Regions from separate parts of the Rattus norvegicus genome. Here region 2 is linked to region 1. A link is a contact called in public Hi-C data. All regions are on one chromosome and are shown on one strand. Each heading gives the region's core, a stretch centred on a gene start, on an enhancer-like site or on the middle of the called end of the contact. The rest is flanking DNA. Distances are from core to core; before and after follow the strand shown.

Region 1 (2,852 bases), core at 259-2,758:
AGAGATGATTACTGCTATTTCATTACATTAAGGAGAAAATTTAAGCACTGGGTTGGATCCAGAACTGAAAACAATGAACTCAAATTTAGTGCTAGTATTCATAAATTTTTTTTTTAATCACTAGCAGTCAGGGGTGGTGGCACATGTTTCTAATCACAGTATTCTACGGACTTTTAAGGAACATAGTTGAGTTCCACTCCAGCCTGAGCTACACAGTGAGTTCTAGGTCAACCTAGGCTTCAGAAGGAGACTGCCTGGGTGGGGGTGGGGGGCAAACCAAAAACCATCAGGGGTGAGGTCACCTTCAAAATATATTATTAATTTACATGCTCACTTCACAAACAGGACGGCAGCAGAAGGGAGGACGTTGAGTATCTTTTAAAATAAGACTTTCTGAAGTTCCATTTTCTTTTCTAGTTTGTTCTAAGACATGCAATAGGCAAATGTGACCTTTTAAATAGACCGACTAATCAACCAAAAGCTGAGAAAAGCAAAAAAAGACTCTGGGGCTAGGCTCTTGGGGGAAGTGACCAGGCTAGCAAACTGTGACAATAACTTCCCCTTCTCAAAATGGCCTAGATTAAGACTCGTAGAGGGCAGACAGACACACAGATACATATACACACTTTAACCTGGGAGACATGAGGTTGCTTCTTAAAGAAGACTAAGACACACCACGTTTAATTTGGGCCTTTGAAAGGAGTATGTACATAGAAACATTAATCATTCCAAGATAGAGAAAACCTAGTCTGGCTTCTAGGGAGGCACACCTTGCCACGTTCCTCAACCATTCCCCAACTGATGCTTTTCGCACACACGGTAAGTTTCCAAATACAAACAAGCAAAGAAACAACATAAAAGGGTTTCCTGTGAACATGAGGTACGAGGATTCCATTAAGCCTCTCTTGGGTACGCTTTGGAAGACACAGACGTAAACAGAGCGGGTTCCCATTCTCAAGGATGCACCGCCAGAAATTGAATCGGACCCTGAACACTCCCCATGTCAAGGCCATCGAGGAGCAGAGGGGCGATTCGGAGGAGTCACTGGCACGGACTGTTGGCATTGGACTCCGGATGCCTACCCAGACCTCTGGAAGGCTTCAACATTGCAGTACCACTAGACTCGGGTTTGTCCCGGCGTCGGAGGCGCGGCCGGGCCCCGCCCACGCACCAATGCGGCTGCGCACCGTGGCCACCCCGTCTCCCCTGTGACTGCCGTCACTGCCTCCGTGAAGCTCCTGCCGCCATCTTAACTCCTGGCCGGCCCGGGTCCCTTTCCCTCCTCCTCCTGGGCCCCGCAGCGGTGACAGGGTGCGGTTGGCCGCTCCGGCCCGTCAGGTCGGTGAAGCCCGTGGGATTCTGAGGGCGTGTCGAGGAGTCGGAGCTCACGGAGTCCTCGGGAAACACGCGAACGGGCGGGCCGCCCAGGTGTTGGCACGGAGGGGGCGGGCCCCTGCGCTCCGCCCCGCCCCTCAGAGGCCAGCGCCGGGGCCCGCGGCCCTTGCCCGTTTCCAGTATGGCCGCCTGCCGTGCCTGACCCGCGGCCTCTCCGTTCCGGCTCTTCGTAGGCGATGCCGATGCCGAGGCTGTGACTGACACTCTCGCTCCCACGCACGCACCGACCCGGACCCACGCCGGGAGCCCGAGCCCTGGGCCCACAACCGCTCTCTCCTCCGGCACCGCGCCCACAGCCCGGACCACGGCTCCCGCGCCGCTGCCGTCACCTCGCGGAGAAGGGTCGCGCCGGACCTCGAGCTTGGCGGCCCCCGGCCGGCCAGGATGGGGAAGCGGGCGGGAGGAGGAGCAGCCGCCGCCGCCGCCTCCGCGTCCTCCGGGGCCCGGCTGGAGCCCGCGGCCGGCCGCGGCGGGGGTCCTCGGAGCGCGGCCGCCGGCCTCCTGGGAGCGCTGCACCTGGTGATGACCCTCGTGGTGGCCGCGGCGCGGGCCGAGAAGGAAGGTGGGTGGCCGGCGGCAGGCAGAGGGCGGCGGGTGGCGGGCCACGGGCGGGAGAGGGAGGCCCGCGGCGGGCGCCGGCGCGAAGTTGCTGGGTCGAGCCCCGTCCCGAGCCGGCGACTCGCGGTTCGGCGAGCTGCCGCGTCGGCCGCGCGGCGCGGCTCTGTAGCTGCTCCGTGATTCCTTTCCTTTGCCGTTCCCCGGTCTTCCCCTCGTCTGCTGTCAGTGCCCATTTCAAAACTTCCCGAGCTCTCGTAGGTTCTTGCTACTTGGCCCGCTATGTGGTGTGGAGGCACCCGGTTTCTTGGTGGCTCCTGCTAGGTCGGTCGATCGCGGGACGCTTTTCTTGTTATCCCCTTTGTCGGGTTTTAATTTGTGCATGCGGACGGAGCTCACTTTAAAATGCGGTGGTTAAAAAAAAAAATAGCGAGACTGATGGGAAAGACTTAAATACACAGCTTATAAAATTTATATTTGCTGGAACATCTCTTTGAAGAGGCTCTTGTTTCTTTAGTATTCTTATTCAGTATCCCTTTGCGGCGTGGAGGATTGTTTGCTTGTTATTAGCCCTAAATAGAATTTCATTTGCCTCTAGTAAGCTACTGGAAGCCGATTTCCATTTCTGCATTAATAGCCTCACGTAATTTCGGTACCTTTTCTCTTTGGTGTGTGAGCCCTTAGAAACAAATGGCAGCTTGCATACCCTTCACCTATAAATTCATAATTGAAGCCTCACTCCTGTTTTAAAAACTCCCCTAATATTGTAAAGCTGTAAAACTGGTACTTTGACAAGGTCAGAAATTACTTTATAATCTTGAAGATCAAAACTGATTTGGGGGGTGGGGAGGGGGTGTCTCCGGACTACCTGTTTCTGTGCAGAGCCCAGGGGAGGAGGGAGG
Region 2 (2,852 bases), core at 251-2,750, 320 kb before region 1:
GTACCATTACCCTCATCCTTGCCCACATCCTAGCTATGGGACACAGCACGAGGACTTCCACAAGCCGTTCGTTCATGGTTTCCATCCCTAAAAGCCTTTCCTTGCCTGGAAGCCAGAGTTTCCAGAGAGCAGGCACATATCATAGATTTGTGGCCAAATCATTTTGTTTTTCTTGATCGATGTCATCTGAGTCAATGGCGTTGCTGTCAAAGTTATACAAACCACACACGCCCTTCTTTCATGGAGGGGATTAAAGTTCTGTTCAACAGACTGGGAAGAAAATAAATACCAAGCTCTGGCCCTTTGTCGACCGCAAGCCAAGCAGTTGGCCATTTCCTTCTGATGTTGATGGTTTCCCCTGACCTTTGGTGAGGACAACCAGTGTTCCTAAGAGGCAGAAGCCACAGATCTATTTGCCCATGCATACCTGGGGTCACTGGGGGCCAATTCCACCCTCACTCACACAGTCCCAGGACCCTGACTGACACTCACACCCCAAATCATCTGTCAGCTCAGCATCTGTGACAGAACCTAGTCACAGCTGGTCACCTTTTCAAGAGGCTGGTCACCAGAGGAAGGAAATTTCCTCCTCTTGTGGCTCTGATGGTTCTCTGGAAATTAGCTCAAGTTGGCCTTAAAACAGGGCCATTTCCCTGGCGCTCAGTTCTCAGGACCTTGAGGTTGTAGCAGAGAATATGCATCCTTATAGAGAAGGCTACCCCACTGCTCTGCAAGGGAACTCCAAATTCGCATCCTCGAATGTGTAGTGAAAGAGGGTATTAAGACAGAGAGGATTTATTTCCCGAAACCCCTTGGTTTCCCGGATGATAAAAACAAAGAACAAAAAGTAATAATGAGTTCCTCAGAGAAATTACACAGACTTGTGGGTCACCTCTTGACATTGGATTTCCTACAAAAAGAACAATTCTGGAATGGTTGGCCGGTGTCTGGGGAAGATGGCAAGCAGGAGAGAGGCAAAGTGGGGCTTCCATGCAGGGGTGAGGGGATGAGGGGGTGAGGGGATGAGGAGGTGAGGGGATGAGGTGGTGGGGTGGTAGGGTAGAGAGGTGGGATGGTGGGGAGTGAGGTGGTGGGGTAGGGGGTGAGGTGGTAGGGTGAGGGGTGGGATGGTGTTGGGGTAGGGGATGGGGTGATGGTGGGGTGGGGGGTTGGAGGTAGGTTCGTAGTAAGTTGGGGGTGGGATGGGGTGGCGGTTAATGGGGTGGTAGGGTAGAGAGGTGGGATGGTGGGGAGTGAGGTGGTGGGGTGGGGAGTGAGGTGGTGGGGTGAAGGGATGGGTTGGGGGTGTGGTGGTGGTGGGGTGGGGCAGTGATGGGGTGGCTTCTGGGGTTGGGAAAGTGAAAGCTAGTGTTCTTGGCTGGAGCTTAGGTACTTCTTCCTCCAAGTGTTCACATCCCTTCTGGCCATGGGCCAGGCCCTGCGGGGAGGCAGGGAGACCGCAGTACCACAGGAATGGGAGTGGTTTCGATGACTCAGGTCTGCCTGAGGTAACTGTGCCAGTAGCCCCACCCACTTCTCCCTAAGCCTCTTTCTGCACACAGCCCTCTGTTCAGGGCACATTGTTTTTTTTCTTTTCTTTTCTTTTCTTTTTTTTTTTCGGAGCTGGGGACCGAACCCAGGGCCTTGCGCCTGCTAGGCAAGCGCTCTACCACTGAGCTAAATCCCCAACCAGGGCACATTGTTATTATGAGGAACAAACTCTGTGTGTGTGTACTTAGGGCTGGTAAAAAGCTTGGGGGAAGAGAGGAAAAGCACTTGGCTAAATGCAGGCCTCTAGATAAATAAGGATTAATGGTTTGAATCCCCTCCAGTTTCTGAGCCTTAACTCTTACTCAGTTTCCTTCTGTTGGCCTCTGAGCAGGTGCTGAGCTGGGTATCACAACAGGGCTTAGAGGGACCTCTGCCCTCTGTACCTCTGACCTTTTCAGGTGAAGGGAGTCTGGAACCTTCTACATTGGGGGTTGGGGAAAGGAGCAGACTACTCAAGGATCAGCTACTTGCTGCCCCCATCTGCACAGACCAGGCATGGCTCTCCACAGTGCTCTCTCTTGACACAGTAACTTCTCTCTTCCAATCAGCAGGCCAGAAACTTGACCAATGGCAAACTCATCTCCACATTTGCTCTTTTTTAAAATAAAAAATTATTTATTTAATGTATATGAGTATACTGTCACTGTTTTCAGATACACCAGAAGAGGGCATAAGATCCCATTACAGATGGCTGTGAGCCACCATGTGGTTGCTGGGAATTGAACTCAAGACCTCTGGAAGAGCAGACAGTGCTCCTAACCGCTGAGCCATCTCTCCAGCCCCTTCTCTGCTATTTTGATTATCTTTGCCTGAGACTTCCTCTCCCCATTTAAAATGAGGCCTCAGTAGTTGTTTCTGGATTGTTCTACTCATTTGAAAATTCACCAATGACTAGAAATCCCTGTGAAACAGTGGAGGGAACATACAGCTCCCAGGCCCCAGGGGCCCTAATTCCACAAGGCTGTGCCACATGGGGAGTTATTTTGCTTTGCACTTGGGACTTGGCCTCCAAAAATTAACCACCACCCCCTCACGAATCCTCCTATCCCACATCACCCCACCCATCAACCACCCTCAGCCACCCTCAGCTGTCTGGTGAGTGTCCAGGTGTCTCTGGTCTAGCCAGACCTTGCCCAGTGTGGTCCTCACCTAACCCTCCAAATAATTTGGTCATGCTAGGAAACGTACTGAATACAACAACCATCTCCATTGGTCTGAGCTTGTAGGAAAATGGATTTAGTCAGCTAAGGACATCTTTGTTTACTCAAAAGACATAAAAAGAATCAAGCAAACAAAAAACA

The links. Hi-C and Micro-C count contacts between places; a contact is called where the count stands out from the background.
Region 2: a contact with region 1 is called in a Hi-C map of frontal cortex, with 2.5 times the contacts expected there. The contact joins the enhancer-like site here to the promoter of Tmem131 in region 1. A contact is called at or near these places in 3 of 12 Hi-C or Micro-C datasets (Schwann cells, frontal cortex and mammary epithelial cells).

What each region holds. Positions count from the first base shown.
Region 1 is chr9:46,657,137-46,659,988 of GRCr8, reverse strand. It overlaps Tmem131 (transmembrane protein 131), which reads left to right and starts at 1,508. Exons shown (of 41, transcript NM_001427652.1): 1 at 1,508-1,957. The coding sequence starts at 1,780.
Region 2 is chr9:46,972,614-46,975,465 of GRCr8, reverse strand. All of the region lies in intron 4 of Cnga3 (cyclic nucleotide gated channel subunit alpha 3), which reads right to left. Among named protein-coding and RNA genes, the nearest start is that of Cnga3, 31 kb to the right of the region's middle. Within about 2 kb of position 1,500, at least 10 of the 93 cell types and tissues checked have an H3K27ac peak or open chromatin away from gene starts, as enhancers often do.